Regions from separate parts of the Mus musculus genome. Here regions 2, 3, 4, 5, 6 and 7 are each linked to region 1. Evidence: chromatin contacts called from public Hi-C and promoter capture Hi-C data. All regions are on one chromosome and are shown on one strand. Each heading gives the region's core, a stretch centred on a gene start, on an enhancer-like site or on the middle of the called end of the contact. The rest is flanking DNA. Distances are from core to core; before and after follow the strand shown.

The links. Promoter capture Hi-C pulls out the DNA fragments that hold promoters and counts their contacts. A called contact is a pair of places that touch in the nucleus more often than the background predicts.
Region 2: a contact with region 1 is called in a promoter capture Hi-C map of neutrophils, with 3 times the contacts expected there. The contact joins the promoter of Prkaca here to the promoter of Usp38 in region 1. A contact is called at or near these places in 2 of 39 promoter capture datasets (neutrophils and pre-B cells) and 1 of 115 datasets of contacts at active chromatin or transcription factors (astrocytes).
Region 3: a promoter capture Hi-C map of pre-B cells shows a contact between it and region 1, with 2.5 times the contacts expected there. The contact joins the promoter of Adgre5 here to the promoter of Usp38 in region 1.
Region 4: a contact with region 1 is called in a promoter capture Hi-C map of pre-B cells, with 5 times the contacts expected there. The contact joins the promoter of Dnajb1 here to the promoter of Usp38 in region 1. A contact is called at or near these places in 9 of 39 promoter capture datasets (3T3-L1-derived adipocytes, the C10 cell line, cranial neural crest and 6 more), 3 of 115 datasets of contacts at active chromatin or transcription factors (astrocytes, embryonic stem cells and epiblast stem cells) and 1 of 9 other capture datasets (adipose tissue).
Region 5: a contact with region 1 is called in a promoter capture Hi-C map of pre-B cells, with 4 times the contacts expected there. The contact joins the promoter of D830024N08Rik here to the promoter of Usp38 in region 1. A contact is called at or near these places in 7 of 39 promoter capture datasets (the 3T3-L1 cell line, cranial neural crest, hippocampal neurons and 3 more), 1 of 484 Hi-C or Micro-C datasets (double positive thymocytes), 3 of 115 datasets of contacts at active chromatin or transcription factors (astrocytes, embryonic forebrain and embryonic stem cells) and 1 of 9 other capture datasets (liver).
Region 6: a contact with region 1 is called in a Hi-C map of CD4 T cells, with 5 times the contacts expected there. The contact joins the promoter of Rbmxl1 here to the promoter of Usp38 in region 1. A contact is called at or near these places in 2 of 39 promoter capture datasets (both in liver) and 1 of 484 Hi-C or Micro-C datasets (CD4 T cells).
Region 7: a contact with region 1 is called in a promoter capture Hi-C map of liver, with 6 times the contacts expected there. The contact joins the promoter of Scoc here to the promoter of Usp38 in region 1. A contact is called at or near these places in 9 of 39 promoter capture datasets (the 3T3-L1 cell line, 3T3-L1-derived adipocytes, the C10 cell line and 6 more), 2 of 115 datasets of contacts at active chromatin or transcription factors (astrocytes and embryonic forebrain) and 2 of 9 other capture datasets (adipose tissue and liver).

The regions. Positions count from the first base shown.
Region 1 is chr8:81,013,251-81,016,888 of GRCm38.p6, reverse strand. It overlaps Usp38 (ubiquitin specific peptidase 38), which reads left to right and starts at 1,983. Exons shown (of 10, transcript NM_027554.2): 1 at 1,983-3,134. The coding sequence starts at 2,453.
Region 2 is chr8:83,971,289-83,974,926 of GRCm38.p6, reverse strand. Prkaca (protein kinase, cAMP dependent, catalytic, alpha) reads right to left here and starts at 1,949. Exons shown (of 10, transcript NM_008854.5): 1 at 1,695-1,949. The coding sequence starts at 1,740.
Region 3 is chr8:83,739,440-83,743,077 of GRCm38.p6, reverse strand. It overlaps Adgre5 (adhesion G protein-coupled receptor E5), which reads left to right and starts at 1,767. Exons shown (of 20, transcript NM_011925.2): 1 at 1,767-1,971. The coding sequence starts at 1,941. Gm46046 (predicted gene, 46046) reads right to left here and starts at 1,792. Exons shown (of 2, transcript NR_168527.1): 1 at 1,462-1,792.
Region 4 is chr8:83,606,438-83,610,075 of GRCm38.p6, reverse strand. It overlaps Dnajb1 (DnaJ heat shock protein family (Hsp40) member B1), which reads right to left and starts at 1,901. Exons shown (of 3, transcript NM_018808.3): 1 at 1,534-1,901; 2 at 1-262. The coding sequence starts at 1,744. It overlaps Gm42029 (a long non-coding RNA gene), which reads left to right and starts at 2,226. Exons shown (of 3, transcript XR_878996.2): 1 at 2,226-2,306.
Region 5 is chr8:83,572,615-83,576,252 of GRCm38.p6, reverse strand. D830024N08Rik (a long non-coding RNA gene) reads right to left here and starts at 1,727. Exons shown (of 3, transcript XR_003947410.1): 1 at 1-1,727. Tecr (trans-2,3-enoyl-CoA reductase) reads left to right here. Exons shown (of 13, transcript NM_134118.5): 2 at 1,725-1,775; 3 at 2,331-2,382; 4 at 2,798-2,842; 5 at 2,930-3,033; 6 at 3,110-3,225; 7 at 3,307-3,412; 8 at 3,500-3,572.
Region 6 is chr8:78,507,196-78,510,833 of GRCm38.p6, reverse strand. Rbmxl1 (RNA binding motif protein, X-linked like-1) reads left to right here and starts at 1,906. Exons shown (of 2, transcript NM_001252089.1): 1 at 1,906-2,035. It overlaps Slc10a7 (solute carrier family 10 (sodium/bile acid cotransporter family), member 7), which reads right to left and starts at 1,506. Exons shown (of 12, transcript NM_029736.2): 1 at 1,160-1,506. The coding sequence starts at 1,259.
Region 7 is chr8:83,440,706-83,444,343 of GRCm38.p6, reverse strand. It overlaps Scoc (short coiled-coil protein), which reads left to right and starts at 1,682. Exons shown (of 4, transcript NM_019708.4): 1 at 1,682-1,922.

The sequences.
Region 1 (3,638 bases), core at 734-3,233:
CTGCTGTTCTTGGCAATCATCCTATGATACTAGCATCTACAACACACTGGGGTCTTCTGCTGCAGCTAGGCTTCACCAATAGCCTCTCATAGGTTCTCTTCATGGTTCAACTTCTTTGCATGACTCAGTTCTGGGCCATCAACTACAACTGGGGTGGCACCTTCACCAATGGCCATCCATGGCCTTGCACAGTGCTAAGCCTCAGCTGCTCTTTCTGATCACTTCACGCCTTCAAAACCACCTGGGTGACCCTTACACATTACCACGTAGAGCTGCAGCTCGAGATCTAGCCTTGGCTATCTCTGGAACACAGTTTCTTTGTGCTCTCAGAAAACACTTCCCAGAAGATTTCACTTCAGTGACGCTGGTCTCTTCGTAATCACCACTAATTTCTTAGCTCCAGCTACCAGCATCAATTGTCCCAGTAATCCCTTCTTTAAAGCCAGAGCCACATGGCCAAAGCTGCCAAGTTCTGCTGCTTGCTGAAGCTGGAATGTGTCCTCCCACCTCCACCATGTTCTATTATCAGCTTTCTGTTTTCTAACTCCCTCTCTGCCTAAGTTTGGGTTTCCTGAAATGAACTCAGAGACCTACATGGCTGTCTCTTGTAATGCTGGAACTAAAGGCATGTACCACCAGGCCTGGAGTTAAGCTCTTCACCTAGAACCTGCTTGTCCCAGGCTGGCCTTGAACTCAGAGATCTGCTTGGCCTTATCTCCATGGATTAAAGGTGTATGCCACTATGCCTGGGTCTAAATTTAGCTGAGAAGGATCTTGCTTATACACTGAACACTGAATACAAAAGCTCACTATTTTTTATTTTTTCCAGACATGGTTTCTCTGTGTAGCCCTGGCTGTCCTGGAACTCACTCTGTAGACCAGGCTGGCCTCGAACTCAGAAATCCACTTGCCTCTGCCTCCCAAGTGCTGGGATTAAAAGCGAGCACCACCACCACCCGCTAAAAAATCTATTCTTACAACAACCTTGTTTTGAATCACCACTAAATATATGAGCCACCAGTACTCTCTCTACATTAGCAATTGTTTCAGAGGAAAAACCCAGCCATTTAAGGCATTGGAGTATGTCTGGGCCTAACAAGGTCTTTAGAAAGATTTCCCCCAAAGCTTGGTTTGTTTGTTTGTTTGTTTTCTTATACTTTCCTCCATTCCTCAACTAGTGCTCTTCTCGCGTTTCCAAAATTTTCTCAGACACAAGATTTTAAACAATTAATAGCACTTCCTCGAATTGTCTTCATAAGCAACATGTCTCAGACTATGACATAGTAAAAGTTCCTCCATTTTGTCTCAGGTGGAGCCATCTTTGGTTTACCCGGAAACTGACACCATCATTCCCTGATGAAAGTGAAAAGTCCTGTACCCCAACTCTGTCCTAGAAACTCGGGGAAATGCCTCAGGCAACTGCACGTTTTGGGCTTCTAGTAAGCTGCTTGCTTACTTTATTTCCCTGCCAACGGCAAACAAGGAAGTAGTGTTTCCGTGTTCTCTGCCTTTTACAGCTCCCTGCACAGTGCGTTCTTCCGGCTGCTCTGAGAGAAGGGTTTCCCCCCGGCAGTCGCCGGCGGCTCAGTATAGACTCTCGGTTCGCTCGCGCTGAGTGGTCTCTGAGTTTCTAACCCTCACCACTGACGGAATCCACGTCCGGCGACAAGAACCTCAGAGCTCAGAGTAGGCTCCCTGAGCAGCGCCTCCGGAAGTCCGCCAGTGACGTACCACACAGTCTCCAGTGACGTGAGAGTGGCCGCGTGACTCACTCCGTGCCTCTGCGCCTGCGCGCCAGGGAAGGGGGCGCGGCCTATCGGGGGAGGAGCTACATGGAGAAGGGGGAGGGGCGGGGCCAGCAGGAAATGGGTCGAACGTAGCCGGGAAAGGACCGGAAAAAAGTGGGCGGGGCGAGGGCGGACCTATCCGCTGTACCTCGGAGCTTCACTTCCTATTCGCCAGTATTTCTGCTTCCGGGTTCAGGGTGTTCCGCGCCTCCGGCTCCTCTCCTTGGCAGATCGAGGTACTCGCATTGACAGTGCCTCCTGACTCAACCCAGGGCGACTTTTAACTGCCCACCCGCGGGAGCCGGGGCTCCGCACTGACCCGGGACACGAAGGCGCTCCTCACCTTCCAGCTCAGCCTGGAGGGTCCCTGCGCCCGGAGGCTGGGAGAGGTCGCGGGCCCAGCGAGGCAGCCTTATGCGGACCTCCGGCCCCTGAGGCGGACCGCGGGGACCCGCAGCCTTTCGGCGTCCCAGAATCGCTCGCTCCCGTCCCGGCTCGGATGGGCCTTCCCACTCGATAAATGTGGCTGCTGAGGCGGCGGTGGCGGTGGCCGGTCCTGCTGCTGGTTGGCTCCAAGTTCCTCCCCGCCGGGGCGCTTTGCTGCCCCCCGGGGCTGCCGCTGCCAGCTCTTTATCCCCAGGGCCTGGCCTTGCAGAGTGGCGACGATGGACAAGATTCTGGAAGGCCTGGTGAGCTCCTCGCACCCGCTGCCCCTCAAGCGGATGATTGTGCGGAAGGTGGTGGAGTTCGCGGAGCATTGGCTCGACGAGGCGCAGTGCGAGGCCATGTTTGACCTGACGACCCGCCTCATCCTGGAGGGCCAGGACCCTTTCCAGCGACAAGTGGGCCACCAGGTGCTGGAGGCCTACGCGCGGTACCACCGGCCGGAGTTCGAGTCCTTCTTCAACAAGACTTTCGTGTTGGGCCTCCTTCAGCAGGGCTACCACTCAGTGGACAGGAAGGACGTCGCCATCCTGGACTACATTCACAACGGCCTGAAGCTGATTATGAGCTGCCCGTCGGTGCTGGATCTCTTCAGCCTGCTCCAGGTGGAGGTCCTGCGAATGGTTTGCGAGAGGCCGGAGCCAGTGCTCTGTGCCCGGCTGAGCGACCTCCTGACCGATTTCGTGCAGTGCGTCCCCAAAGGGAAACTGTCAGTTACCTTCTGTCAACAGCTGGTTCGAACGATAGGTCATTTCCAGTGCGTGTCCACTCAGGAGAAGGAACTACGGGAGTATGTCTCCCAGGTAACGAAAGTGAGTACCTTACTACAGAATATTTGGAAGGCTGAGCCCTCCACGCTGCTACCTTCTCTGCAAGAAGTTTTTGCAAGCATCTCTTCCACAGGTAAGGGTCATTATTTCAGAAAAGTGTGTCTTGGAAATTCAACACGTGTGTCTCATCAACACAGTGCGCTTTTTTCCCCCCCGGAAGCATTCTCTTTGGGGGTACTGAAAGAGGCCAGGTAGCCTATTTTATTAGAGTAACTCCTCCAGTAAGAGACGTTCTTGATGGAGAGCAAAACTAAATACCCTTATGCAAAATGTTACTCCTCTTCACTGCCTTGTTCAGAATGGTACGCTGGAGCCAAAACATTGAGGATGCCTAAGTCCAAAGACCTTTGTCACTGAACAAGTCATTTAATTACACCACCTCTGCTCCAGTTTTGGAATTCTTACAGGCTGACAGCCAGGATGAAAAGCTTCTAGTCATTACTGACTAATGGTCATATATGATGCTTGCCGCAGGGAGTTATTATTACTGTGTGTAACCTATCATCTTATTGAAGGGTATCTTGTTGGGTTTTTTTTTTTCCTGTTTTCTGGTGGTCTCATTTTTTTTTAATTCATG
Region 2 (3,638 bases), core at 700-3,199, 3.0 Mb before region 1:
GTTGTGTGTGTCTGATATGCTTAAAGCTTTCCTAGCACTGTGCTCAGCTTTCAGAGGGGCCACTGCAGTATTCAGTCCACTGCACGTACCATCTACCTCCTGGTGGGCCTCACCTGCCAAGGGGGCTGGCCCTTCTCCTTCTGCCCGGAGCCCTCCAAGCTCAAGCCCAAGACCTTTTTGGGCACTACCCACCTGCTCCTCTGTCATCAAGCCCTCAACTACAAGCACTTGCCTCTGTCCCCCGCCCATCTGTGAAATGCCAGGCCTCTTAAGGCTGCTAGGCTGGGCTGAGCTCTGCTGGTTGAAGGGGGGGGGGAGGGGCAGAAAGTTCTTGGGCTTCTTGAGTGGCATTCGGGGGACTCAGACACTGAGAAGGGCACAGCTGATCAGAGCCTCCTTTTTGGGTAACTGGAAGCTGTTCTCAGCTGCAGTACAGCTTTAGCTTGGAGTGACACCACTTTGAGACATGAAGCACTGGGGGACAGGGCCCAAGGCCCTTTCTGAAGTAATTTCAAATATAGAATCACTTTTTTTTCCCTGGCTAGAAAAATTCAGCATGGTTTTTTTTTTGGGGGGGGGGTGTGTGTATGTGTGTGTGGATATACCTCCCTCTGGGTGAGCCCTCGGTATGCACAGAATCCATCTGTCTTAAGCAAACCAAATCATTAGCTGTCACCTATTGCTGGATGGCGTTACCCCAATGCGCGCAATTCTTCTGACCATCCCCATTCAGTGGAATGAGCCTTTGCTATTCATTTCATCCGCAGTTTCAAACCAGCCCCAGGGGCTGGGTGAACGACAGAACCGCAGTTGTGAAACGACCATTTATTGAGGGGCCTTCTAAGGAACCCAGACCTCAGGGTAGGCCAGGAGGGTGCTCTGCCGCTTTACCTCACCCGCAACCCAAGAAAAAGGACAGACGTAATGGCTCTGAGCAAGACCAGCTCCAACTTGGATAAGGAAGCGCAGAAGCAGCTCTCTAGGTTCATAAACAGTCTGCCACCCCAGCCAGGGCCAGACGAATGCACGGAGGAGGTGGAGTGACAGGATGAGAGGGGCAGAGGGACCCAGAAAGATCTTGTCCCCCATGCCAAGTGACACAGAAGGGAAAAACAATGCAGGAGGTGGCCCCGGGAAATGCTCATGGGGGTGGGGGTGGCTTGGAGGTGGGAGCTGTGATGAGGTGAATCGGGCAGGGGTAGGAGAAAGATGGCGGGGGCTGGAGGGGGAGGGGTGTGGTCACCAAGTGGCCAAGGTCCCTGCAGCGTGGACCCCACAGCACTCCCGAAACTGGCAGGAGCCTGGATCAGGGTCAGGCATTGGGGCGCTGTGTGGGAAAGGTAAGTGACGAAGTGGGAGGGGGTATAGAATCTGGAGAAAGGGACTAGGAGAAGAGGGGTTGGTGTGGTGACAGGGCCTCATCTGGGGCCCCGGCGGTCATACATGCAATGGTTGGCAGTGACAGCTGGGTGGGGGGGCACGGCCTTTGCAGTGGGGGATGGTAGGCCATGGGCACCAGGCCCTACTGGGGGCAAAGTATCTCTGCGGTGATCCGACCCCAACGTGAACAGGCAGCAGGCAGGGGTGCAGGCAGACAAGATTGGGGGGGCATATGGGGGAGGGGCCATGCAGTGATGGGCATTGCGCGGGCAGGCCGCACGCAGTGAAGATCAGGGTGACGGCCGGGCACTCACCGCTCTCCTGCTCGCTGCCCTTCTTGGCGGCGGCGGCGTTGCCCATCGCGGCGGCGTCGCGGCCGGGGCCAGTCCCGGAGCTGCGACGCGGCGGGTGCTAAGGTGGCCGGCGGCCCCGGAGCGCGCTGGGCAGCGGAGGCGGCGGCCCCTGGGGCTGGCTGCGCTGGCTGCGGCGCCACGACCCCCGCCCAGCCCCTGCTTCCCGCGTCTCTCTGCGCCCGCCCGCGGGGGAGCCTCAGCCCAAGTCCTCTGTCCGTGACGCCCCCGCAGCCCACCGCCCATTGGTTCAGGCCTCCCTGACTGACAGCCCTACGCCGCTGTCCATTGGCCCTCCGGAACCCTCCCGCGCCACCATAGGCTCCTGGATGAGTGACGCGAGTTGCAGACTCTCCGCCACTCACGGGCTCGTGAGGCCGCAGTCGGGCGGGCGAACGCACGTGATTGGCCGAGAAGCCCGAGAGGGCTTGGGGCTGCCCCTGCGAAGCCGTCGATTGGCGGAGACAGGCGGCCCCGGCTAGTGTCAGTCCCGGGGTGAGAGGGCGGGGCAGCGGCTCAGGCTGCGGCCCGGGCAGCGGGCGGGGCGGAGGCTGCGGCGGCTGGAGGGTGGCTGGGTGGCAGGCGCTGCGAGGTGCGGGAGGCGGCCCGGCGGACGCCCGTGCGGCAATGTGCGCGCTGCAGTCTCCCGCCCCTGCCCAGTGCGGCAGCGGCCACGGGCCAGAGGTTGACGCCACGGCGGGCCGGCGCAGCGGCTGTCCACCTGCCAGGGGGGGAGGGGCGGGCTGGCGCCGAGGGTCAAGGGTCGCCGGGCGCCGTTCGGTGTCATTCATAAGGAGGCCCGACACTGGGCAGCCGTGACCCAACTAGCTCGGGGTCCGCTTTGGTTTGCTCGCGACACAACTGGAGCTGCAAGGGGATGTTGGACCCAGAACTGAGGGCGTGCTGGGAGGAGACTCAGAGTATCTACACTCTTTGCTAAGGCTCAACCCTAGGCCCCTGAAAAGTAGTAACTACGGACGCCAGCCAAGTGCATTACTTCTTGTACCTTGCACGTTGGGCCTGCCATACTCCCATTTTATGGAGGCTCGGTCAGGCTAGTTCCTTGCTCTTAACTAATCTCCATTGCCTAGACATGACCAACATAACCTGCCCCTTTTGGGCAGGAAGAGAGCCGTTCTCCTTCCTTCTGGATGCTCATCTTTAAATTTTGTTTTTATGCAATGCTGGGGATTGAACACGATGCATACTCCCTGCGAAGTAAGCATTGTACCACTGAACTAGAACCTCACTCGGTGTTCTTTCAAGTCTGCACTGTCAGAACGTGGTCAGTTTCCCACCTTGCCACTGACACCAGGGGCCTGAGCACTCTGCTGGAGGGTCTCCTGCACACTAGGTTGATATCAGAACCCCACCCTCACACTCTGGATGCTGGTACTCTTCCATCTGTCTGCTGCCTGGGACAACACAAACATCTCCAGATACTGCTAAATGTACTCTTGGAAACAAATTATCCCTACCCTCACCAGAGCTCTGTAATAGAGGGTGGCCAGGGTGGACGGTGCTGGGTGGACGGTGCTGAGTGGACGATGAGCTACCTCTCCTGGACTCCAAAGGGTAGTTGACTCTGAGGTACATATACCTATAGACTCACTGCTCAACAATGCACAACCAGCTTCTAAGCCAATAACTATATGTACTCCTGCTACTAGGTCAGCTGCAGTCCCCGAGGGGGAAAGTACCCTGCCAGAAAGTACGGTTCCTCTGGATTATGCGAGTTGGCTGAACAGACAAATACTCCATCTCTGATTTGGGGAGTTTTGCCACAGCTAAGTGAAATTATCTAAATTGTGGCTCTGTGTGTCCTTGGGTCACAATGTTGCTCTATGCCTGTGGGTCAAGGTCAGAGTGAGAAAAAAATCACTGGCCGCCATCTATTGAACAGCTGGC
Region 3 (3,638 bases), core at 518-3,017, 2.7 Mb before region 1:
ACTCCCAGCAACCCTCTTGCCTCAACCTCGTGAGCTCTGCCATTACAGGTTGTGCGCCATCATAGTTCGCTACAGTCATCTCTCAGAACTTGGAGTTTATTTTTATTTTTATTCTTTGTTGTTTTGTTTTTGAGACAGAGTTTCTCAGTGTAACAGCCCTGGCTGCCCTGATTCACTCTGTAGACCAGGCTAGCCTCCAAATCACAGAGATCCACCTGCCTCTGCCTCTCAAGTGCTGGGACGAAAGGTGTGCGCCACCATGGCCCAACTTGAACCCAGAATTTACTAAGGTAAAAGGAAGGCCTGACACCCCTGGTAGTTTATGCCTGTGATCCCAGCAGGCTTAGGCTTTGGAGACAGGAAGTCAGGAGTTCAGTGCCATCCTAGGCTACATAGAGTTGAAAGACAGCCTGGGCTGTTTGAGACCAGACCGTGTTTCAGAGAAAAAAAGAAAAAGAAAATCAATATTTTGAAAAATCACTAGATGTGTCTGAGAATGTAGTTCCCTTGGTAGAGTGCTTGTCCAGCATACACAAAGCCTTGGGTTTGGCATTCTTCCCGCCCCCAACACACACACATGAAAAGAAACCATAGTTACACAAGTAACTCAAACAGGAAGCCAGTGTACATCACATGACTCTCTATAGACTGTGGCAAGGTCAGTGCGTGTAACCAAAAAGCCCTGCCGTGGTAAGCCATGTCCCGTGGTCAAAGCTCTCTCTTCCTCTATTTTAAGTCCTTATTACGTTTTTTGTTTGTTTATTTGTTTTGGCTTTTTGAGACAGGGTTTCTCTGTGCAGTCCTGGCTGTCCTGGAACTCACTCTCTAGACCAGGCTGGCCTCGAACTCAGTAATCCGCCTGCCTCTGCCTCTCAAGTGCTGGGATTACAGGCATGCGCCACCACTGCCCGGCCCCTTATTACGTTTTATTTATTGACTTGTTTATTTAGTGTTTGGGTTTGTGTGTGGCACCGTGTGCCCGTGAAGGTCAGAGGACAACTTCCAGGAGTTGGCTCTCTCCTTCCATCATGGAGGTCCTGGGTATCAGAAATCAGGTCGTTAGGTTTTGGGGCAAGTGCCTTTACCCGCTGAACCATCTTGGTAGCACTTCCCTCCCCCACTTTATTATTTTTTATTTTTGCGATAGACTCATGCTTCGTAGGCCTGGCTGGCCTGCAACTCTTAAGTGGCCAAAAACGGCCTCCGGTTTAGCCTCTGCTTTCCAGAGAACGGTATTAGTATAGGCCAACGCAGCCATGCCATGACCCCTTGTCTTTTTGGGCAAGGTCTTTTGTAGCGCGGGCAGGCTTCAAAAGCGACAAAACGGAGGATGAGTTGAACTCCTGATTAGTGCTGGGATTACAGGCTAGCGGTCCTCTGCCGGCTTATGTGGCTTTGAGGCTAGACAGGGCCTCGGGCAGGTTAAGCAAGCACTGCGCACACTGAGCCGCATCTCCAAACCTTGATGTCTCTCGTTCCTGGACAGTCAGCCCGGCAGGACCCTCAGTCCTCTTCTGGTTCTTATTTGGCCCCTGGCTTCTCTGAACTTCAGTTTCTCTCTTGGAAAAGAAGCCGACAAGTCCTGCTGATGGGAAAGGCGAGGGTCGCCCAGGACATCGTTCGGGTGGGAGCTCCACCCAGCTCTGTCCGATGTGCCTGGTCCCCGTCCCAGGACGCCTGAACCACACCACCCAGCTCCCCGCGGGGGCGGGTGTCGGAGCCGCGCGCGGGGGGGGGGGGGGAGGAATGTTGCGTTTGTTCCAGACGCGGGCGCGCGGCGCGCCCTGGGTCTGTTTCCCCGGCACTTTCCTGTTACTTTCCAGCGGGGAGGACAGTTCCGGGGAGGGCCCTGCTCACGCCCGCTGCATAAAAGCCCAGCCCAGCCGGCCGCCACAGCCCTCTATCAACCCCAGACGCTGTCCGTTCCGTGCCGCGCCACCATGAGGGGCGTCAGATGCCCCGGCCTGCTTGGTGAGACCTCGGGGTTGCGCGGAGCCGGGAGGGAACTCGCGGGACGTGGCCAGGAGGGGCAGGGACAGTCGAAGCCGGCGCACCTGTGCGCCCCAGAGGGCTCTCCAGGGGGTGTCAGATCCTAATGGGCTTGAGTGTTGCCAGTTTGGAGACTAAGAGGGAGAAACTGAGGCACGGGGGCAGTTAAAGAGGGTAACAAAGCAGGCATGGTGTCACAGGGCATTAGGGAGGCTGAGGCAGCAGGGTCACCAATTTCAGGTCAGCTTGTGCTACACAGCAAGACCCTGTCTCAAAAGAACAAAAGAAAAAGAAATGCAGGCTAGAGGCTGGGGTGGTGCCGAGGTCAAGAGCATTAAGAGAGGACCTGGCTGGGTCCCAGCACCTATATGGTGGCTCACAAGTGTCTGTAACTCCAGTTCCTGGGGATTCACACTGTCTTCTGCATCCACGGGCAACAGACATGCAGTGCACAGACATACATGCAGTGTACAATAATACATGCAGTGCACAAACATACATGCAGGCAAAACACATACAGTTTAAAAAAAAAAAAAGCTAAAAAGAACTGTAGGTTAAAGTACACTTTGCAAACTGTTGCCCAAACAGACGCTCTCAATGTGAAGAGAAACCCACGTGAGGGTGCCCATTTCTTCGAGGGTGGGAACTCCCCCTGCCCCAGTCTGTCCCCTGCTGTCTCCGTGCCAGGAACAGGCAGAGAATCTCCTTGGGACTTGTCTGGGACGGAGCTGCTGGCTGAAAGGAACTTACCAGGCTGTGGTTTGAACTTGGCTTTCATCATGACTTTCCCGCCCCACCCTGGGTGCCTCAACCGTTGTTTGATGGCTAAGTCACCTAAGTAACTTGACAACAAACAGTGAAAAAATGGAACGGGGCACCAGCTGGAGTTACCCCAAGATATGGAACTTGGGGCACAAACTGGGGTCACCCTAACCACAATGACTGGCCTGAGTGCTAGTGACAGGTGGCAGGCAGCTCAGTAGCCATGGACCTAGAACCAGGAAATAGAGTCCCAGGGTGTCACAGTTGGTGGCAAACAGCTGCAGGGGCCTGCCTGGCTGTCACTAAGCTGGGTCACAGTGACTTTGGGCTGCACTTTCCTCCTCTGTAAAATGGAACAAGACCAGCTGTATTTTACCATATTGTTTCAAGGGCCAAGAGTTTGTGTACAAACTTTCTGGTTTACAGTTTGAATTAACTGAACATGTGGGTGTGGTGTCTGTGTCTGCTATCAGAGTACCTAGCGAGTAGAGGCAGGAGGGTCAAAAGTTCAAGGTCATTCTCTGCTGTATACTGAGTTTGAGACCACATGATACCTTGTCTTCAAAACCAACCAAGCAGCCTCGCTAGTTGGATTCTCAGGTTTTGAATCCCAGTATTAGAGAGGCGGAGGCAGGAGGCTTCCATGATCCTGGGAGTTGGAGGCCAACCTGGTCTACATAGTAAGTTCCAGGCCAGCCGGAACTACACAATGAAATACTGCAGGAAGCACAAAGGCTGCCCTACCCCCACTTCTGGATTCTCTAAGCAGGAGTCCCTTGGCTCCAGTCTGAGCTTGGGAAGTTGAACCAGATGTGTCTGGGAGCAGAAGGGAACGGCTCTGCTCCCGTTTGATTAATTTCCAAGTCTCCAGATGTAGGCGGTCTGGC
Region 4 (3,638 bases), core at 652-3,151, 2.6 Mb before region 1:
TTCCGGGTGGGCTCTTGAGAAGGGCGGGAACGTCCAAAGTTCATGTTGGTGAAGCCACCCATACCCATTGGAAAGCTAGAGAATGTGTCATCAATGTCCATGCCTTCTTCCCCGTTGCGCTGCCCAAAAAAGGTATCAAAGGGGTTTCTGCCACCGAAGAACTCAGCAAACATGGCATGGGGGTCTCCGTGGAATGTGTAGCTGAAAGAGGTACCATTAGCACCACCACTGCTTCCTCCACTGGGGCTACCACCCTTCAGGCCTGGAAACCAAAACCACAAGTCAGGGTTACTGCTGGAGAGTCAGCCCCACCTCCCTCCACCCCCAACACTTCAACACACTTATAAAACATAAAACCCCTGAAACAAAGAGCTCAGAACCCCAGCACTCTCAAGACAAGTGCAGACTGATCTCTGCAAGTTCCAGACAAGCCAGAGCTCCACCATGAGGTGCTGGAGAAATGGCTCAGAGCACTGGCTCATCTGGCAGAAGAACCAAGTTCAATTTCCAACACCTACATAGCAGCAGACCATGGTCTAACTCTAGTTCCGGGACCTTTAATGCCCTCTTCTCTAGAAGCATGTGAATGGTATACACATATACACGGAGGCACACGCTCAAATAAATTGAAAAACAAAGTTCCAGCAACAGTGAGGTCCTGTCTCAAATAAATGGTCACATTTTGTTCCTTTTGCATGTATTACTGTCAATGCCACGTAACACACAAACTTTCGTCCAGAGTAGCCTCAAGGCAATCCTCCTGACTCAAATACCCCAGAGGGGGGATTGTCACAACATCCGGTTCCTTTGGAAACAGGAGCTTATTACCCTGTAGCTCTGATTTGAAGCAAATTCACAGCGTTCCTAATTCGGTTTCCCATGTGGAGGTGTGAGCCCCCGCACTCTGCTCAACAAGTTTTGCTCTTAGTAAAAAGGCCACAGGAACTATAGCGGGAGGGATTTTATGTATATATTAAAAAGCTTGTTAGTCAAGGACGAATCTCAAGTCTTTTAACTCCCAATGGCAATAGGAGCAAGAAACACACTACTCCGTTTTACTTCCTGACAACATATTCGGTAGTAAGGCCTCTAGATCTCGGTGCGACCAGGTTTACGTGACTGCTCCATCCTCCCAGCTATGCTGTTACCATCTTACAGAGAAGCTCCTACGCACTGTTACCAAAAAGGCTCAACCCTGGGTGAGCGAACACTGAGCTTGCGGCTAGGAAAGAGAATCAATACTCGGGCAATTTTCATTCCCATCGCGACCGCCGCCCTCCATCTGCACCATTCCGGCGCTGTGCAGGCGACCGACCGGGAGGGGCTGCGGCAGACGTGCTAGAAGCTTCTGTGCCAGCGGCGCGCCCAGAGCTCCTCCTCCTGTCTGAGGCCGCGGATCAGAGGGTGAAGGAGGCGGCGCCGCCGCTAGATCCCCGGAATGCCTGTCCCCGGCCGAGGTCTTGGAGAGGCTCCGAGTGCCTCGGTTTCCCCGCCTGTCAAACGGCGGGTCACCCCGGCCGCGCGCACACGTACCTTCCTCTCCATAGCGGTCGAAAATCTCGCGCTTGCGCGGGTCGCTGAGCACGTCGTAGGCCTCGGCGATCTCCTTGAACTTCTCCTCAGCGCCGGGCTCCTTGTTCTTGTCCGGGTGGTAGCGCAGCGCCTGGCGGCGGTAGGCTCGCTTGATCTCGTCGTCGGACGCGCCGCGGGCCAGGCCCAGCGTCTGATAGTAGTCCTTGCCCATGGCCACCGCCGCCCAGCTGTCGCCGCCTCCGGCTCCGCTGCTGCCCCGTCCCGGACTCTATATACCCGTCCGGCGGAAGCTTCCAGATCCCGCCAGCCCTCCAGAACCTTCCGCCCCTCCCGATGCGCCGCACGACACCGGCCAATCGCTGCGGCCCGCTCCGTGACGCAGCACATCCGGGGTGGGACCCGGCTGCCAACGGCTTTCCGCGCGGGGCCACGCCCCTTCCCTCTCTACTCTGGTCAACGCCTTCCTCGGGCGCGCGCGCCGGCTGCTGGGGTTCCGCCTCCGTAGCGGATCCAGCCAATCGCAACCCTCTCTCTCTCTGCGGACAGGTGGAGGCGCGAAGAGGGGCGGGGCTACAGAGACGGGCCTCTCCGAAAGGCCGCACCCTTTCCCCCAGGTTATCGCCGGCTGGGAGGTTCTGCTGCGTGACTTGTGGTAGCTACCTGACAAGTACCTCTAAGCTTTCCTGCTCTAACCCAGGGATAAAAATAGGCACCCCGCCCTCTTCTGCCCGTAGCCCTTGGTTTTTCCCGTAAGGCCGTTACTGTAAAGCGAGGTGAGACTGGTCTGCCTTGGGCTTGCTGCAGTCGGGCTGCCTCTCCGGTTTATCTTACTTCCTACTAATTCCTACTGGGTTTAGCTCGCCTCTTGGCGTTCTGATACTTGTCACTTCCTTTGCCGTCTGAGTTTACCACCAGGGCTGCGTGATTTTTTTAAAGATCCACTGGGTGCTTCGTAAATATTTCCAAATACTTTGATATAGTATAGCTTTTTGCTTTTGGTTTTGTAAGTCTGGGATGATGGCGGTCAAGGACGGAGCTGAGTGAGGAAGAGGAGAGAGCTTCAGATATTGGAAGGCATAGAGAAGCTGGAATAGTCATTGGTGGTTCTTGCAGGGAATGGGACTGCCTGAAAGTGCATGAAAGACTGACTCTCATCCTAGCACTTTCTGGCTGTGTGACCTTGGGTTGGTAGAGTAGCTTTTCTGGTCTCAGTGTGGTCATCTGTACAAAGGGAATGGTCGTGGAATATGGTGAAGTTGACATTATTCTGCATTTGTTAAAGACAAGGGACAAAGGGTGTTCTTGAAAGAGATGATTAATCATCTTGTTTAGTGGACAACTGTTGACATTCCCTTTCTGGAAGCTCTGTAGGAGGAGAGTCAGATAACCCTTGCCCTAGGCACCCCTGAGAAAAATGACTTTAGCCTTCCGTTAATGGTATAGCTGTGTGTGGTGTATGTGTTTTGATTTTCCTAACTGTACTGACCCCATGAAAACCGAACCAGTTGAGCCCTGCCCCCCGCCTCCCCATGGATTTGGAGCTAGGGAACACTTGTAGAGAAAGTGTCTTTAAAGGTACAGAGACAGAGATAGTGAGCTGGCAGTGGTGGTGCATGCCTTTAATCCCAGCACTTGGGAGGCAGAGACAGGCGGATTTCTGAGTTCGAGGCCAGCCTGGTCTACAAAGTGAGTTCCAGGATAGCCAGGGCTATACAGAGAAACCCTGTCTCGAAAAAAAACAAAAACAAACAAACAAACAAAAAGATACAGAGATAGCGACAGCCTGGGCACAGTGGCATATTCCTGTAGTCTAGTGCAGGGATGCTGCTGCACGAGGACTCCCTGTGAGGCCAGCCTGCCTTCAAAATAGGTGACTAGAAATCAAAGTACATACTGAACAGAAGAGCTGTCCCAGAGGCAAGGAAAGCACAGGACATGGGAGTGCTTCACATTTACGGGGTGATTTTAACGGAGAAGTGCAGGTGTGCCTCTGGCTGGGCCTATCTGGGCTTTACTAAGGTTTCTTGCCATGGGGGGGGGGGCGGGGGGCGGGTGCTGGCTTGTCCACTACGTTATGCAAGGGAAATCTTTCTGTTTGGGGATAA
Region 5 (3,638 bases), core at 478-2,977, 2.6 Mb before region 1:
GCGCTCTCCTGCTGCCCACCAGTTGGTGCACCACGGCTCCTGGCCTGGCTGCAGTGCCCCAGCTGGGGGAGAGGCTAGGATTTCAGCCCTCCCCGGCAGCTGGCCCAGTAGGGAGAGGGGCTGGTTGTATTTTAAGCTGTTGAGTGGTTCAGCAGGAACTCCATGGCCTTCCCTCCCAGTGCACACTGTGCCGCCCTCCTGTGATTCACATGGACTCTAGGGGCTCAGCAACTATTAATATAGCCCCAGCCCAGAGCCCTGCCACCTCGCCCCTTCTAGCACATTCCTCATGTGCTCCTCCCCTCTCGGTCCTCTTTAGAGGGGTCCCAGCGTATGACAGCTCAGTCTGGCACTGATTGTCCTTGTGTGGATTCAGCCATCTGCCCCAGAGTATGCTGTGTCCATGATGTAGGCTCTGGCACATATGGGCAAGCAGGCCTGGGTACCACTGCCTGGCATAGGAACCTTGCTCTGAACTCAAGCCCAGGCCCTACAGGGCAGCATCACTGTGTAGGGTTACCTCCGTGGGGGCTTCCCGACCTGTACATGCACACATACACACATGCATACACTTTCTGTGTGCCAGCACCATGTCGGCCCACCCATGCCTTCTCAAGGACCCCTAGCAGATCTGGGATCGTGCCATGGCCTCTGTTGTTGGGAGCATGTAGGTGGCAACAGTTGGCTTCTCTGGCCTGTGATGCCCCCTTCTTCTGGAAAAAAGTGGCAGATCTCCGCATAGCCCTTGGGTCTCCCCCAGCCAGCATGGGCAGTGTTGAGCATCTTCTCTGACCTGCTGGGTCCGATGGGTCAGATCCCCTGGGGCTCCTGCCTCCTTACCCTGCCCCTATGCATATTTTCTGGCCTCAGCCTGCAGGTTTCTCCTTTGGGGACTGTGGACCCCAGGGGTGCAGGCAGGGTATGTGTTGGGAGGGTATGTGTTGGGCTTTGGTAGGCTCGTCCATGGGTGAGCACATTGTGTTGGCCTGATGTGGTAGGAGCTGTGAGGAGTGAGGCGGTGGAGAGGGAGGTGGAGGGACTTGGGAACTCTGCACCAGTACCTCTGGAATTTGTCACCTCCCTGGGAACACAAATGCACAAGGGAAATAATCCAGTGTCCCTTACAGCTTAGAAGTGGAAATGGATGATCTGTCTCGGAGATTCTCCAGATAGCTGGCATTTCCCCAGGCTGGGTAACCTGTTGGCCAGGGCTGCACACCGGGGCTGGGCTTGCGGCGCCTGCCATGGCTGTGGGCCTTTTCCTTCTTCATGCCCCTGGCACTTCTGAGGGCCTGTGCCCACCCAATTAACTGCCTGTATGAGGGTAGCCCTCAGGGGAGGACTGTGGCTCCTTTGGTGGGGACTCGGGCTGAGATGGTTTTATATTTAGCCAGGCCAGGCCCTGGTGCCACTCGGGTTACATCTGGCGTTGGCGCTGGCTGAGCCTGGTCAGACACAGGCTCCCTTCCAGCACCGAGGCAGAATTTGATCATGCTGCCCGGCCCAGCTCACAGCAGCTTTGTGAGGAGAGGTCGGAGGTGGGGGCTGGCGACTGGCAGTGGGCACCACAGACTGGAAGGCAGAGCAGGAGGGCCAGCGGCTGTGGCATGGATATCAGCTTGAGCATGGCAGCCAAAGAGGCCCACCAAGGCCTCGATGGTCTTCCCATGCCCATGCCCCACAAAGCAGCCAAGAAGCATAAAAAGGCTGTCCTCTTCTTTGAGGTGGAGATTCGGGATGCAAAGACGAGGGAGAAGCTGTGCTTCCTGGACAAGGTAGGACTGCACCCCTGGGGGTGAAGTGCCAGGAGGGCTGGGTCCCTGTTCCTTACAGCTCCTGTAGGGCTATGCAGGCATCGGTGGCCCTCCCTGTCCTTCAGAAGGCATGTAAAGGGTATTGTCTTCATCTAGAGCAGCGGTTCTCAACCTGTGGGCTGAGACCCCATTGGGGTTGCCTATCAGATATCCTGCATAGCAGATATTTATATTACAATTCATATCAGCAGAATTACAGGTATGAAGTAGCAATGAAATAATGTTCTGGTTGGGGTCAGCACACCATGAGGAACTGTACTAAGGGTGGCAGCTTTAGGAAGGTTGAGAACCACTGCGCTAGAGTGAGCAGCTGGGGCCCCTCTGTGGGGCTGGAAGCTGACAGCCTGGTGTGGGAAGGGACAAGGCAGCCTTGGGAGGGCTCTGTGTCCGTAAAGGAGGTGGAGGACGGATGTACCCCGTGAAGTCAGCTAGCTTGTTCCTGACCTGCCTGTACCTGGACCCCCTCCCCCATCCTAGGCCTGGCTCCCTCCGGACTTACACCTTGTTTTCCTTTAGGTAGAGCCTCAGGCCACCATTTCTGAAATCAAGACCCTTTTCACCAAGACACGTGAGTCTCCCGACACACCTATTCCTGCTCCTGACATACGTGTCCCCCCGCTCCCGACACATCTACCCCCCACTCCTGCCTCCCCTCTGGATGTGACCTGGGCCCGCATGCCTCCGCATGCCTTTCCCTCATCGGCTTGTTGCCTCTCAGCACACTGGAACAGTGAGTGAGGCCCGGCTGACTGGGCAGGCTGCCCCTGTGTGGTCACCAGCAGGAATGCTCTTGTGCTATCTATCCAAAGGGGTAAAAAATAAAATCTGTCGCTGCCTATCCTGTGTGCCCTTGCACAGGTGGGAGGAGCTGGGGGGGGGGGGTCCTAGAGTTCTGGAAGCCTTTAGAGGCAGGCCAAGTTGGGGCGTGGGTAGGCTGAGCCTTGCCAGATTAGGTGATGCAACCCCTGACCTTCTCCTGGCAGACCCGCAGTGGTATCCTGCCCGCCAGTCCCTCCGCCTGGACCCCAGTGAGTACAGCTGTCCATCAGCCTATCCCTTGGGCTCTTGGGGTCAGGAAACCAGGGCAGTAACCAAATACTGACTTCTCTCTGTAGAGGGGAAGTCCCTGAAAGATGAAGATGTCTTACAGAAGCTTCCTGTGGGCACCACAGCCACACTCTACTTCCGGGACCTCGGGGCCCAGATCAGCTGGGTGACGGTGAGCTCTGACTCCTTCCCTGGTCTCTGCCTTCAGCTACCCTGGGGCGACTCACCTTGTCTCTGGGTACTCCCAGGTCTTCCTGACGGAGTATGCCGGGCCCCTTTTCATCTACCTGCTCTTCTACTTCCGGGTACCCTTCATTTATGGCCGCAAATACGACTTTACGTCCAGTCGGCATACGGTGGTGCAGTGAGTGGGCCCGGAGGAAGGTGGGGGTGGGAGGGAGGGTGGAGGCTGGATTGGCCCTGGCTGAGTCTGCTACCCCACTAGCCTCGCCTGCATGTGCCACTCGTTCCACTACATCAAGCGCCTGCTGGAGACTCTCTTCGTGCACCGATTCTCTCACGGAACCATGCCTTTGCGAAACATCTTCAAAGTGAGCACCCCCATTCTTCTTGTCTTGCCTGCCCCCCAGCAGCAGTGCCTGCCCCCTCCCCACCTGCTAACTCATTTGCTCTTCCAGAACTGCACCTACTATTGGGGCTTTGCTGCATGGATGGCTTATTACATCAACCACCCTCTCTACACACCCCCTAGTAAGTGGGTCCAGACAGTGCCCTTACCCTGTGTGACCCCACCACGAGGCTTCCTCTTACAGGGCT
Region 6 (3,638 bases), core at 657-3,156, 2.5 Mb after region 1:
TAAATTTAAAGGGGAAAAAATTAAATATAGAAAGCTTTCCTATCGAAATCACTGTTTAAATAATTCAATCCAAACGATTCCAGAAGTTACTCTAAATGGAGAAATTAGGGCTGGGGAAAGAAAAAACACTATTCAGAGAGATCATCCATTCACTTCTGTAAGGTTTTAATAACAAGGTAAAATTTCAAATATCTACATGGGCACCTCCTACTTGGGAAAGACTGTGTGTTCTTCTGTCCTTATTTGGGTCCATTGCATGGTTGATATATTCGATCTGCCAATAAACCTGGAACCTAACTCATGAGGTCAAAAACATATGAACTGAAGAAACTCAATTAATATCTATGAAAAGCAGAACAAGGTTGTCTGAAGGTGGGGGAGAGGGTATAAAACGCCAGTGACACGTCCCATGTTCCCACCAGTGTCCACAGGTCACATTACAAAGCTCCTACTATTCAGAGATTGGAGCGGAGGTTTTAACCCATCCACACTTCCCTGCCAAAACATACAGTGTGCATAGTCTAACACAGTCTGCAACTGTTGGACGGCTGCTGTAGTAACGGCAGCCCAGCAGCACACGGAAGTAGTGTCCCGTAAGGAAAGAGTGCAACGTGTCAGTACAATTGGGAGTTTTAGTCAGCAACTAAGGCACACTAAAAATTGAAGTTTGGAGCAAGGGTATCCTTTTTTCCTTTTTCTCCTATCCGCCGCTCCCGCCAATAATCTCCCCCAAACCCCTTTCTCTCCAACAGACTTTTTTTTGGGGGGGGGGGGCGGCAAAAGGGAGGAGTCGGAAATAGACTGGATAATGAGGTCTATTCCAGGATAGATAAAGAACTCCTGGCAACCTATAGTCCCTTGGGATGGGATGCTACTAAGAACGAGAGGAGTAACTTTCAGTTTCTGTACCCTCACTCCGGCACTGAGCAGAAGTCATTGATTGCCCGCAGAAAAGGCAACCTGCACTCCCACTCCCCTGCCCCATTCCTAATTCCCTCCTGGGCTAGCAAGTGAGAAGAACCTGCTAAAAGCCCCCCTCTCTCCCGCTGCGAGACAGAGGGCTGTGCCGCAGCCAGGGCGGCCGCTCCTCCCGGGGACTCGCCGACGAGTTCAGAAGTGGGAGCCGGCGCGCTGCAGCCGGCGGAGGTGCGGCACTTACCCCCGTTCACTCCGACCGACGGCTCGAGCTTAGCGGCGCCGATCGCCACCACTATCCCGACCATGAACCATTCTTTCCTCGCCCTCTCCAGCAGCCTCATATTTGTTAGGGCGGGTGGGTTTTGTTTATTTGTTTGGCTGGCTTGCTTTCCAAACTGCGATCCCTAAATCCCCGGGGCGTCTCCACACTTTCCTCGATCCCTCCAGACATGCAGCAGAGCAAGTCAAATTGCCACTCGTAAACTAAAGACCGAGGGGTGGCTCGGGCGGCTCCGAGGCGGGCTGGGAGTAGTAGTACCCAGTGACAGGAAAGCCTCGCTGAGCGCCGCCATCACTACCACGCACCTCAGAATAGACGCGCCCACCCGCCGAGGACCAGGGCGCAGGGGACGTAAAACGGAGGCACACCAGGAGCACGCAAGTGAGACGAGTCACGGGCTGCACTAACAGGACCCGCCGCCGTGCATACACGGCCAAGCTTGGGGAGGCCCGCAGTGGGAGAGAGGGATGAGGCGCCCCAGACGCCCAGCCTCATCATGGGTGTCGCTGCAGTAAAGCTATATTGACGGCGGCCCGAGCCCCGAGACATGCCTTGCAGAGAGCGTCTCTCACTCTGCCCTGAGCCCGAGAGACCCGCGGCGTGCGCTGGGCCGGTACCGGGCTGCGCCGTGGCGGCGGCTGCGCGCGCCAATGCCTGCTATGTCTATGCGCGTATACTCGAGACATTACGGCGACGACCGACGTCGCGTTGACGTTGCGCGGGGGGAGGGGAAGCCATTCGCGGCCTCTGGTTCTCGGCGGGAGCGGCGGCGGCAGACGCGTGTGGCGACCGGCGCGGGAAAGCGGCTTCCTAGTTAGGGAAGCGTTAGCCCCGTGGGTAGGTTGAAAATCGGTGGCCGAGCAGACGTCCGGGACGGCAGGCCCCCCGCCTTCCCGCAGCGGCGGCGGCGGGAAGGCGGGGAAGGCGGGCTGGGCCTTCCCGCCAGGTCGGTGGCCTGCCCGGGCCTTTCTGCCCGACCGCCTCCGCGGCCAAAACCCGCCTCGGGAGTGGGGAGGACGGCCGGGATGGGGCAAATCTTCCCTGGGGGGCGGTGAGAGAGCGACCCAGGCTCCTCCCCACCCGTGTGCCGCGCGTGGGCGGGCGATTCCGGAGGCCGCGTGGTGCGGGCCTTTGCCTGACCCCGAACCACTAAAGCAACAGGACAACTGAGAGGGGGCCAGGAACTCAGAACAAAAGCAGTGAGGGCCAGATCCAGGGTGGAGGGTCTGATGTCCGCCCCCTCCCCCAACCCTCGGTTTCTTGCATTGCATTTTGGCGAATCTATGACATAGTTTCACGAATGGTCTTCCGAGCATCAACCCTTCCTCTTTATGCACCCAAAGAAAGAAAGGAACAAAGTATTGTGGGACATTTTGAAGCAGCCTGGTATCAGCTACTTGAATAGTTTACTATGGAACGTAACGTTCGAAAGGGATTGTACCAGACTTTCATTCTGAATGCATTCAAAGCTTGAAAGAGACTCGGCGTGCAATTTGCTCTATTTAACTTTATCTTGCTGACATGACTCGCTATCCAAAAACTAAGCTGCTTTAAGCAGTTGTGCTATCAGTTCTCAGTTGCACAGCCCCCACTGCTCGGTAATTACGCATCAGGCAGCATGAAGAAAAGCTAATCTCAAGATAAAAAGAACTTAATAGGGAGACATTAAACAATTTACCAGGCAAAAGAAGTACATGAAATGTGATAAAGGCTTATTATAAGACAGTCACAAGGTAAGTGGAGTTCTAGGAAGTAAAATTTATAACATAATTTTCTTCAGTAATTTTGCTTGGTTCAAAAGGAAAAAAAAATCTGCCTCAGTCATCGAATACTCAAAAGGTCATCACAGATAGTGCTGCTTAAGTAAGGCTGCTCACAGAGTCTTTCTAGAGATTTTGACCTGTTTAGAACAAAATCTTAATTCATAGAATATTTTAACCGTAGTTTTGTGAATTGTATTGTCAAGGACTGTATTAGTTTGCTAGGGCTGCTATAACAAATAGTCCCCTCCCCGAGTTAGCTATACTCAGACAATAGACATGTTGTTTTACTGTTGCAGAATAAGGAAATCCAAAATGGAGATATTGGAGGGCCATGTGTTCTAAAGGCTCTTTCCAGCTTCTTGTGGCTGTTAATATTCCCTGGCTTCCTTGATTTAGGTTCTGATGCTCCAGTCTCGACCTGGTTAGGCATCACATCTCCCTCCATATGTTTCAAGTGGCTGCTCTCTGCATCCTTGAGCATTCATTACCTTTTTTCTGTGTGTATCTTTAAAAGATACTTGTCCTTGGATTTAAAGCCTAACCAGATAGTCCAGAATAATGGGTCATATTCATTTAGATTAAGTTTATGAGCCTATATCCTTTCTCCAACTTAACTGGAGTACCATCCCCTGTAAAAGACACGTTTTCCCATGACCTCAGAAGGTGACTTGTAGAAA
Region 7 (3,638 bases), core at 433-2,932, 2.4 Mb before region 1:
GATCAGTTGGGGGGCTGGAGAGGTGATCAAGAACTGTTCCTATGTAGAGAACACAAGTTTGGGTCATAGCACCAATGCTGCATGGCTCACAAAAGTTTGTAACTCCAGCTCCAGAGAATCAGATAACACCCTGTTTGGGTTCAGAGGGCTCATCACTCATGTGCACACTGGCACACATGCACACACACATATACATACATATACACATACATATAATTAAAAAAAAAAGAAGGGGTTGGAGAGATAGTTCAGCAGTTAAGAGCACTGGCAGCTTTTCCAGAGGATCCAGGTTCAATTTCCAGCGCCTACATACATGGCAGCTCACAATGTCTGTAACTCCAGTTCCAGGAGATCCAACACTCTTTTCTGGCGTCCTCAGGCACCAGGTACCCAAGTGTTTCAGAGAAATAAATGCAAGTAAAATATACATACAATAAAAAATTAAAACCAAAAACAAATTTTCAGGCCCATTTCTATGACTGGCCCATGTGCATTTGAAAAGAAAGTGTGTTCTTCACTATCTTGGAAAATCCCATCCTTCTTTGAATGTTGCCCATATTCATTCTATTTTGTTGGCACTCCTCTTAGCGTTACCTGGGGTTTCCCTCTCTTCCCATATTCTCCTTCCTTCAAATCCTGAATTGTAGTCCAAGCCTAATACTTTCGTCTCAAACACTAAATGGTAGGTACTTTATTTATAAAGGATTACGGTCACGTGTTAGCAAATCCTGCTTGATTGGTTTAAGATACCCGGGAGTTGTAGAAATGGCTCAGAAGTTAACAGTACTTATTGCTCTTTCACGGGAAGCTGAGTTGAGTTCTCATCATCCTCACCAAATGGTTCACAGCCACCTGTAACCCCAATCCCAGGGGTCTGATTCCCTCTTCTGGCATCTGCAGGCACCTTGCACAGGCACAAGCAAGTACATACACACCGCTACATATTCATGCAATTAAAAATAGAACCTTATATAAGAAAGAAAAGCCAAGAAGAAAGTATTTGTAAGCTGGCCTCTACAGCTCAGAGGTTTTGATAAAGTCAAAGCAAGAATGCTTTGCAGGTAAGAATATACTGTGGTCACTGACCGCTAACAGCAAGATACTTGTTTCAAAGGTTAGGTTATAATGAAGTGTCACGAAAATCACCTAGCAACCCAAAGTCTGGCATTGTACATGTACACTTGAATAAGAAACACAATTTTAATTAAGCCTTGGGTTTTCTGAGACTGAGATCAGGAGACTGCTGATCTAAGGAATCATGACGTGGTCGGGTGAACGGAAGTTTAAAAATTGTCCTGAATATGGGGTACGAAGAGAAACATCCATTAATGGTATATGCTTTGTGCGTTATCTAATTTTAGAAGTGGGGAAAAAGGAAACCGTGCTTTTAGAATCGAGGGGGGAGGGCGCTGCACTGTTCTGCTCACTCTGTTCTTGAATGTGAACGAAATATCTCTCTCCTAGAGTCTGGTCACGGCAATTTCCAGAAATTCTGTCTCTGTTTCCCTCCCTCTCTCCCCGTCTCTCTTTTTTTAACCTAGAGTGACTTTCCACCCCACTTTCCAGGTTCCTGGCGAGACAAAAGATGCTCAGCGAGGACCGCTTTCTTAGGCGCATCTTCTCTTCTGCGCCGTGATTGGTCGCTGCTTTTTTAGGACACGCCCAAAAATCCTGATTGGTCGTCAATGCCCTTTTGTTAGGGCAAAGGTGGACCCCGGTGCTCTGCCACAGGCCTGTCGAGGCGTCCAGCAGCCAGTGCGCAGGCGTGCAATTTCCAGTTAGGATTGGTGGGAGGACGCCTCCTCGCTCGGCGCACGCTCCGTGGGCGGGAAGGGCGGGGCTGACGCTGTCAGTTGGTCGGAGAGCCGCGCGGCCTGAGGCTTCCTACCCATCCCGCCTCTTCCCGGCGCTTCAGACGCAAGGTGAGGCGGCTCGGGGCGGCGAGGGCTGGGCCTGGGAGACCGCCGAGGCCCTGTGGGGCGGGGCGGGATGGAACGGGAACCCGGGCGGCGGCCTGGGTGCTGGATTGCGGCGCCGCGAGGCCCGACATCCCGCCGAGCGCTGCGCAGCCACCTTCCCGGCCCCACGCCGCGGGCTCAGTGGGAAGAGCCCGGCGGTGCGGGACCGGGACGCCGTGGGGGTGCGATGGGACCGGGTAGTAGGAGAAGACGCTCTGCTGCCCGAGCTACCTTCCAGTTCGCCGCAATTCTTCTGCTTCAGCCTCTCGAGTGCTAGGATTGCTTTGCAGGCGTGGTGGCCCGTGCATGTCTGGGGTGGGACGTCTTTGCTAGAACCTGGGTTTGTTTCTTTGTCAGCTTTTCTCAGGCGTCCTGCGGAACAAATATTGAGGAGTAAGGTTTGGGAAGGAGAAATCATAGTTTCCCGAAAAGCCAAGGTTTCTGTTACACCACCAGAGACAGACGTCGCAATAGCCAGAAGGACAGAGGTCCCCAAACCGTTATCCGTTTCTGCGACTCAAAGCTGTGCGTAGGAATCCTAGTGTCTGTATGCTCCAATGATTAAACTGGATGCAGCTAGCTCCCCGGGGATCTAACTTAAGTTTGATCCTTATTGACGATGTAGTTCCTCGATTTCCATCGATTTTGAAAGCCCTAAAATGTCAAAGCAGAACATGAACAGATTAGAAACATCACACTGGAGTGGATGCAGATGAAATTTTATATTTGTTTTGTTTGTGGAAACGCCAAAGGAGTTGAGTTTTTCAAACTCAGTTTAGGACCTTAATAATATCTTGGCTATGAAACATGAGGCAAGGCCTCTAGCCTTTATAAGGCTTAGTATCCACATCTGTGAATTGCATTTTCTTTCTGTTGTGATAAAACTATATATGTAAAGTGTTCAGTGCATTCCTGTAGTGCATTGGACTTTTAAATTTAAAAAACTATTGCTGGTGAGTGGATGATGGATGGAAAACATTAATTGCAGGTTCAAGAGAAGTCTGGTGGTTGAGTTTGAAAGGATATTAGGGAAATGTCAAACTCATATCTGAGATGTTAAGGCCAGCCGAGGTGGAATGATGGGAAAAGCAGAGTGGACATTGACTATATCCTTGATTCTGGATGGACTACTGTGATGTGAATTAAGCCACTCTCAGATTAGGCCAGGAGTTCTAATATGAGGCCTTTGGCCACATGATTTTTCTAAAGTTTCTTCTGTGGTCAAAACAAGAGAGTAGAGATGAGAAGGTCTGTTAACATCTGTTGAATACTTACTAAGTACACAAACACATAGCTGGATGTATTAAATTCCCAGAACAAACCCATAAGATGCAGTTATTAGGCCCATTTTATGGATGAGGATGCTGAGGCTGAGATTTTTTTAATTATATATTTTCTTTTTTTATATTTCAAATGTTATCCCCTTTCCTAGTTTTCCCTCCGAAGATCTCCTCCCCCATCGCTCCCTAACCCACCTACTCCCATTCCTGGTCCTGGCATTCCCCTATACTGGGTCATAGAAACTTCACAGGACCAAGGGCCTCTCCTCCCATTGATGGCCGACTAGGCCATCCTTTGCTACGTATATAGCTAGAGCCACAAGTTCTACCCATGTGTTTTCTTTGGTGGTTTAGTTCCAAGGAACTTTGGGGTTACTGGTTAGTTCATATTGATGTTCCT